2 separate regions of the Mus musculus genome follow, and region 1 is linked to region 2. A link is a contact called in public HiChIP or PLAC-seq data. All regions are on one chromosome and are shown on one strand. Each heading gives the region's core, a stretch centred on a gene start, on an enhancer-like site or on the middle of the called end of the contact. The rest is flanking DNA. Distances are from core to core; before and after follow the strand shown. Region 1 overlaps Fbxl2 (F-box and leucine-rich repeat protein 2). Region 2 holds the start of Pdcd6ip (programmed cell death 6 interacting protein).

Region 1 (4,198 bases), core at 59-2,558, 280 kb after region 2:
GCACCCTGTGCAGCCTCCTGCAGAAGGTGCTGAACTCAGTACACCACAAACAACCTAGAGAGGAGACTAGGCCAGGGCCTGGCGGAACCACTTCCTCCTCACCCAGTGAAGCCACCAGGAATGCCTCAGTCCAAGGCACTGACCATACTAGGACTGGGTTTAGGGGTTCTCTGTGCAAGTGCACATATGTGTGGGTGCATGGTCCATATGGCCAGAGGTTGACTTCGAGGTATCTTCCTCAGTTGCTTGCCACCTTTTGTTATTAATTTTTAAAAAAATCAGTTGATTGTAATGAACTCACAAACAAAAAACATGACATAGTTAGATTAAGGTAGAGAATCAAACAAATACTAACCTAGCCTCAAATTCTGCACATCTCAGTGAGCCCCTGTGCAGTTAGAAGGGCCATTCCAGAGCCACAAGTTTTGCCTAGAATTTCACACGTTCACTATTAATTACAATTTATTGTACTTATCCACCATCAAAAGAAAATGATAGCACTGAAAATAGAAAACGGGGCTGGAGAGGTGGCTCAGTGGTTAAGAGCACTGGCTGCTCTTCCAGAGGTCCTGAGTTCAAATCCCAGCAACCACATGGTGGCTCACACCTGTCTGTAACTCCAGTTCCAGAGGACCTGACACCCTCACACAGACATACATTCAGGCAAAACACAAATGCACTTAAAAATAAATTTAAAAAAAGAAAATAGAAAATAATTAGCTTTAAAATCTCTTTCAAATTTTAAGTGTGTGTGGTTATATGTCTCTGAATGCAGTGGCCCACCGTGTCCAGAAAACGAGAAAACTAGAGGCAACTGTTAGCTGTCTGCCATGGTGCTGGGAACTTGGTTCCTCTGCAGGAGCAGTGCGTGCTCCTAACTGTGGCGCCCTCTCCCCAGCCCTAGCTTTACATCCTGCATTCTGCCCCCCCCCCCCTACCTCACAGGGTCTCTCAGTGAACCTGGCTGGATTCGGTGCCCCAATTCAGCGAGGCTGGTCGGCCAGTGAGCCCCAGGTCTCCTCCCCAGCACTGCAGCCCTGGGGTCACTGGCTGTCTACGTGGATTCTGGGACTTGTCTTTATTGCCTTACAGACAGAGCCACCTCCTCGGCCCACACTTTTTTTTTTTGACCCCCCTCCCCCAATGCCAAGCGCTCTCACCTGATGCCCTTTAAAGAGCTGTTGGTAACAGACACGCAGGACGTGAGATCCAGGTGTTTCAGCTTGGAACAGAATCTGCTAAGGCTGTAACACGTGCTGAAACGAGGCAGACATACTAAAGACGTTTCCAACCTTGTTTTCCGCCTGTCTCCTTGTGGCCACTCCCGCCCTAGACCCGTCCTTAACCCTACCTGTCAGTGATTTTCGTGCAGCCATTGAGGTTTAAATGTTCAATGTTCCGGCAGTTCTGTGCAAAGGTCCTAAAATGAGAAGGAAAAAAAGAGTTGTTTTTCCCCAACCTAACAAAAACGCTGCAAAGCAAAACACCAGTGGCTACAAGTGCTCTGGCGGCTGCAAGGTGGCCACTAGAGGGCAGCACAACCATCCACTTCAAACTGCTTTCCAAGTCCACTCTAACTCGGCAAAGGCCACAGACTCCTTGGCAGATACAGGGCTCAGTAACCTGGGCCGCTCCCAGACGCTGCCTACTGCTAGCCTGGCATAAAGACCCAAGCTACCTGTCAGCTAACCCTCCTCCAGCCCCACCTTGGGGGTCATCTGAGATGGGAGGCCTGATACTTCTCGACTGGAAAAGTCCACTTGAAGCAAGGTAAGACCTCTGTGCTGTGCCCTGGGGCACTCTGACCACTGTCAGTCTTGTTAGTATCAAGAGCCATCATCTACAGGCAAGAACCCCAAGTTATGAAGAACAGCTGCCTTCCTTACGGTGGGTGAGAGCAGGACCAGACGCAGAAAGCTACACATGACTACCGCTCCCTGCATCGTCCTGAGGCACTTCAGCGGGTCTCACGGGTCCTGGCTATTCCATGACATCTCCACCACCTCCAAAACCTAGCCACCTAGAGCCTGTATCTGCTCATTCTGCCCTGCTGTGTGAGGATGGGGAACCAAAGTGGATCCCTGGGGCAGGGCTAGGAAGATGAAACCCAAGAAGTCCATGGGGCTCATCAGGGGCCACGGAATCGAATGCCAGCAGCTGCCATGTGCTACCCTGATATGTGCATGTGAGCAACTCCCACGGCCGGGGAAAGAATTAGCTAGAAGCATGACACCAGAGATGCCATGCAGAGACCTTCAGCCTATGAGCACTTGCTGCTCTTCCAGAAGACCTCAGTCTCTTTCCCAGTACCCAAAGGCTGCGCACAACCATCTATAAATCCAGTTGCAGGGAATCCAGGGCCCTCTGATGGCCTCTGCAGGCACTGCGTGCCTGTGCAGACAAACACGTATACACATAAAACAAACAAACAAAAAAAGAAAACAAAAACTTGAGTCTTTAAAACCAGTCTGACTGATTTCTATGTTGCTGGCGATCATGGGCTCCCCACATTCTACAAGAGCATTCTCCCTCAAGCTACGTCCTGCCAGCCCCAAGACTAAGAGAGGGTACGATCCCCAAAAGAACAGTCAAACCAATGAAGAATCAAACTCAAAACAGCCTTTATAGGAACAAAATGTGTTCCACACCTAAGAATGTGGAGCTCGTGATGTCTGCACACACCGAACAAAAGAGGAAACTAAATCTGTAATGGACACCACTGCCCAATCAAAGTTTACTCAAACGGGACAGAGCAAGAACAGGGCAAGGGCCCTGAAGGTTATCACTGAGTCACCCAGAATGCTGTGCAGCTGCGGCACAGAGTGGCCGAGCTGAAATGTACTGGACGGACTTCTACAGCAGGAAGAAGATCAGTGTGGCTGAAGATTCATCAGGGACACTCCAAATAAAGCAAAGAGCAGAAGGCAGGGGGTATGCTCAGTGGCACAGGGAGCCTGGTGTGTACTAGGCTCTGGGGACAATTTTCAGTAACATGTGTACTCATACACACACACACACAGGAGCTAGTCTGTGGCATAGCTCAGTTATAAACCACAGATATGACATGTATGAGGTCCTCAGTATTGCAGGAGGCAGCGGGGAGGCGGAAAATCAATGTATAAAAATTAATCAGGTTTCTATTTCTATTAATGAACAATATGGAAGGTCAGAGCAAAGCATACATTCTGCAACAGCACTCTCCTTCCCAGCACCCGTGTGAGGTGGCTCACAAACACCGGCAACTCCAACTCCCGGGGATCGGATGTCCCCTCAAATATACACACCCCACCCCACCCCAACAGATAAGCATATACACATAATTTAAAATAAAAATTTTAAAGACTATTTAGAACTAAGTCTGACAAAACATGGATGCAGCTTTCACACTGCTCGGTGCGAGCCGTGAGGAGCTGAACACTTGAAGCTGACACGACAGCTCTGTAAGCAGGGTTGGAAACCAACTGTCAGCTTCCAAGACATGATGGCACTAGCTGTTGAAGTGTGTGTGGCCAACTATAAGACACAGATTGCGCAAGAATAACTGGATGTCTGCAGGCAAACCCCAAACCTGAATGTGTGCCCCTTTCCACATATAAAGACCAGTTCTGTTCAGGGGCATGGGTCAGTGGGAAAGTCCGGCATGAGTGAGACCCTGGGCTCAGTCACCAACAACTGTCCCCAAATAGTCAAACAAGGCGTGGAGAGATGGCTCAGCAGTTAAGAGCACTGGCTGCTCTTCCAGAGGTCCTGAGTTCCCAGCACCCACATGGCAGCCCACAACTGTCCGTAACTCTAGTTCTAAAGGATCTGACACCCTCATTCAGACACACGTGCAGGTAAAACACCAAAGCACATGGAATCTTTTAAGTCAAAATAGAGCTGAGTTGCTGGGCTGTGGTGGTGCACGCCTTTATCCCAGCACTTGGGAGGCAGAGGCAGGCGGATTTCTGAGTTCGAGGGCAGCCTGATCTACAGAGTGAGTTCCAGGACAGCCAGAGCACACAGAGAAACCCTGTCTCGAAAAAAAACAAAAACAAAAACAAAAACAAAAAATTAGAAAGCTTGTACGCAGTGGGCTGTAGAGGGGTCCAGCAGTCAAGAACACTGTTTGCTTTCTCGGCACCCATGTGGCAACTTATAACTCCAGTCCCAGGAGATTTGACACCCTCTCTGGCCTCAGTCAGTACCAGGCACACAT
Region 2 (3,986 bases), core at 476-2,975:
CTCAAACGCTGCAAAGCACGCAGCCCAAGGCTGCATTCAATGTCTCAGGCATTGTCTGAAGACTTGTAAGGCGAAGGCAAAGCTTCCCTCACAGAAATGGCTCACAACCTTTCTAATGCTTTGCCCTTTAATACAGCTCCTCCTGGTGTAGTGACGCCCAACCATAAAATCTGTTGTTACTTCATACCTGTAATTCTGCTACTATCACGAATGGTAATATAAATATCTGATATGCAGGATGTCTGATACGTCACCCCAAAGGGGCCGTGACCCACAGTTTGAGAACCACTGCCTTAGAGGCACGGATGATACAATGTGCATCAAGCACTTGAGACAGCCGCTGGATACACAGGCCACATATACCACCCGCAGACAAGCACTGTGTGACTAACCCCAGCACTCGCAGACGTTCCTTACAGTTTTACAAAACTCGGGCACTTTAAAGCAAATCCACTCTAAAACTCTCGTGAGAGAACTGTTTGAAATCTGGCTCCTCACTCTGTCAACAGATAAAGTCTACTCAGTGCTGGGAGCCATTCTAACTACGGTAAGGGCTGCTAGTGGCCATCTGGCAACACATGCAGGAAACATCACGGGAGCAAGATGATGCCAAAACTAAGGGGTGTCTCTGGACAGCTCTGTTCCCACCCTAATCCACCAGCGTCCCTTGCATGAAACAAGATCATATTACCAGAAATTGGATCATAAGGTATCACGGAAATGTTATCATTATCAAGTACCTGGGTTGTCACCAATTGCAAAAAGGACCAGGGTATTCCATACGTGCATACGCCCGTGTCAAAAGATTTTTAAGTAACCAGTCTCAGCGGTCTACTATGTCATTCAAGTTTTCTTTCAAACGACTGTAGCTCCTAACTTTTACAACTGTCAGTCTGTCACTTGATTATTGGAACATGAGATGACTTACTTCAAGTGAACAATATAATAAGTCACCGACATTTGGTTTAGTGTCCAAATTCTCTCCCTTCCCTTTCGTAACTATTATTAGGAAATCTAGACGTGGTCCAATAAAGTCACAAACAGGGATTGTAAAAGGGAGACTCCAGTTGTAACACCCAAAAAGTGAAAACCGGTCAAACGGCTGTAACCAGAGAGATCATTACACGGCAGACGTCCTCCCAGGTAAGGAGCCTCGGTGACAGAAGGCACTCGGAAGGGAGGACAGGGTTATGAGTCCTCTCACCAGGAAAGAATGCTGACCACACCTACGCTGCTGGCCTGAGTCAGAGTGGAGGCCAGGCGCGGGGGAGAGGAAAAGGCTATGAAGGGAGGAGGAAGCGAGGCTGGGGAGGGGAGCGGGGACAGGAAGGGAGGCTGGGAGGGAGCCCCGCCGCCCGGGCCCACCTCAGCAACGTCTCCAGGGCGCCCTCATGCTTGTCCAGCGGGCGACCGAGCGCCGAGCGCCGCAGTTTGCTGAGCTCCTCGGCCGCACGGCAGTACTGGGCCTGCTCCTCGCCGCCGCTCGGGTACGTCTGCTGGATGAACTTCACCAGCGGCTTGGCCAGGTCCACCTCCGAGGTCTTCTTCAGCTGCACCCAGATGAACGACGCCATGGTGAGCGCCCGGCCGCCGCGTCGGGCCGCACAGACGGAGGGACAGCGACCACGGCCTAGGCGCGCTCGGCACCGGCAGCGGAGGAGCGGACCGACGGGCCGACGGACTGGGCCGCCAGCGCTTCGAGCTGGCCACTTCCGGGAGCCCCCGCGCAGGCGCAGTCGGAGGGGCGCGCCGCTCGGTCACGTGATGGTGCCACCAAAGCGTCGCTCACCTGGGCTCGCCTGTGCGGCGCCTGCGTGGTGGGATCAGGCGGTAGCCTACTGCGATGATTAAATTTTCAAAAAGATTCTTTTGGTTATTTTGGTTTGGTTTGGTTGTTTTGTTCGAGACTGGGTTTCTCTGTGTAGCCCTGGCTATCTTGGAACTGACTTGTAGTCCAAGCCGGCCTCGAACTCGCGGAGATCTTCCTGCCTATGCCTCCCCAATGCTGGGATTAAAGGCATACGCCACTACCACCCGGCTCAAGAAGATTTTAAATTCTCCTTAGATTCTGCTCTATTTTTCTTTTTAAAATATTTTTAATTGATTGTATTTTTCCTTTTTTATTACAAAAATTAATTTTATAGGTCAATATATTCTGCCCGGTGGTGAAATGCTCCTTTGTTATGCTTTCTCCTATGAGACCAGACCCTGGGGAGTATTGTGATGTGCGGTTGAAGGTCCATTGTGTGTGCAGCCTTACCCCCACCCCCACCCCCCAGGGCAAAAGTAGAAAAAGTCCCTGCCTTCGTGCAGTCTTCCAGGTAAGGACACAGTCGGTAGTAAGGTACGTAAAAAGAGATCTCTTAGAAGAACATAGCATAAGCAAGATAATTTAAGAAACATCCTCCCAGAAGATGAATTTAAAAGAATACTCGCAATTTGACATTAAAAGAGAGCACGGGTGGAGAGACTTAAGTGGGAAGAGGCCCCAGACCTAAAGCACGAGTATCCCATATCCAGAACTTAAAAGGGAAGTAGAGACTAGAATGAAAGGAAGTTGAAGAGTGACACCACAAATCATTATGAAACTTGTAGTCAGTGTCTAGAATCTATTTAGTACAATCAGTCGTACTTAAGCAATTTTTTTTATATTTTTTACAAAGGCCTCCCTGGGTAACTGGGGAAATAGATTAGCAGTTAAAGACTGTTTGCTGCTCTGCCTGAGTGAGAGGCCGACCTGGGTTCCCAGTAGCCTCTTTAGGAACACACTCAACACCTGTAACTCAAGGCGACCCATCACCCTCTTGGGGCCTCCTCTGGGGCCAGCCCTCACGCGCACATACATAGAATGTTTCTTGAAGGCCTCCCAGAAGACAAGTCTGGTATTTTTACTGTTTATTTTTATTATGGTTTATTTATTGGGGAGTACTCAGAGGTCAGAGGTCAACTTCTGGAATCAGTCCCTTCTACCACGTGGGTCTCAGGGGTGGAACTCAGGTGGGCATGATTGACAGCAAGCACCTTTCCCTGCTGAGCCATCTCACCACTCTTGATGGAGCAAATGTTGATGAACAATATCGTCCATGAAACATTCCAGGCAAAACTAACTTGAATCTATCAAGCCTTCACATCAAACACGCAATTTTTTTCATTTTTTATTATATATATATATATATACATATATATATATATATACACACACACACACACACATATATGGGTTTCTGCATGTATGTCTGTGTACCATGTTTGTTCCTGATGCCCCCTGAAGTAAGAAGAGGGCATCAGATCCCCTGGAACTGGAGTTTCAGAAATGATGAGCTGCATATGGGTGCTGGGAATCGAACCTGTGTCCTCTGGAAGAGCAGCTAGTGCTTTAACAGGGGAACCATCTCTCCAGTGCCAGATCACACAATTTATAAGAAATACAACAGGCGAAATAAGAAATTCTGTGACGTTTCAGAGCATAACTGGTGTATACGCTTCAAAATGTATCGGCCTGAAAAAAAAAAAAAACAATGGTTGTATAAAAAAAATTAAAAAAGCAAAACTTGTGGACATTACAGCCTGCCCCAGATCCTATTCTGAACAGACAAGCTATAAAACACCTTTCAGGACAGTTGAAAGATGAATGAAAACATGGAATATTTGATAAGATGAAACTGTGTTGCCATACAAACCTTGGGGGGTCATTAAGAAAATGGTATGTGTGTAACACTATCTTGGTTTTAAAAAATTAAATATCTGTATATATGGACGATGAAAAAGGATTGTACCCTCAGTGGTGCTGATTCTTTGAAAATAGAAACATACTTTTTTATCTTATTTTTATTTTCATGTAATAATTTTGCTTTATACATTATATTTGTTCATTAACAATAAAGCTTATTTTATTAAAATTTTATTTATTCATTCATTTACATTTACTTATTAGTTCGGGGGAAACGTGTGTGTGTGTGTGTGTGTGTGTGTGTGTGTGTGTGTGT

Evidence for each region. HiChIP or PLAC-seq counts read pairs in DNA pulled down with a chosen protein or histone mark.
Region 1: an H3K4me3 HiChIP or PLAC-seq map of fetal liver shows a contact between it and region 2, with 4 times the contacts expected there. The contact joins the enhancer-like site here to the promoter of Pdcd6ip in region 2. A contact is called at or near these places in 2 of 39 promoter capture datasets (hematopoietic stem and progenitor cells and liver), 5 of 115 datasets of contacts at active chromatin or transcription factors (the 230-238 cell line, cardiomyocytes, embryonic midbrain and 2 more) and 2 of 9 other capture datasets (liver and pancreatic islet).

What each region holds. Positions count from the first base shown.
Region 1 is chr9:113,989,458-113,993,655 of GRCm38.p6, forward strand. It overlaps Fbxl2 (F-box and leucine-rich repeat protein 2), which reads right to left. Exons shown (of 15, transcript NM_178624.6): 6 at 1,352-1,420; 7 at 1,161-1,256. Among named protein-coding and RNA genes, the nearest start is that of Fbxl2, 35 kb to the right of the region's middle. Within about 2 kb of position 1,309, at least 32 of the 459 cell types and tissues checked have an H3K27ac peak or open chromatin away from gene starts, as enhancers often do. A contact at or near this core is called in fetal liver, where this site is marked.
Region 2 is chr9:113,706,534-113,710,519 of GRCm38.p6, forward strand. It overlaps Pdcd6ip (programmed cell death 6 interacting protein), which reads right to left and starts at 1,726. Exons shown (of 18, transcript NM_011052.2): 1 at 1,366-1,726. The coding sequence starts at 1,574.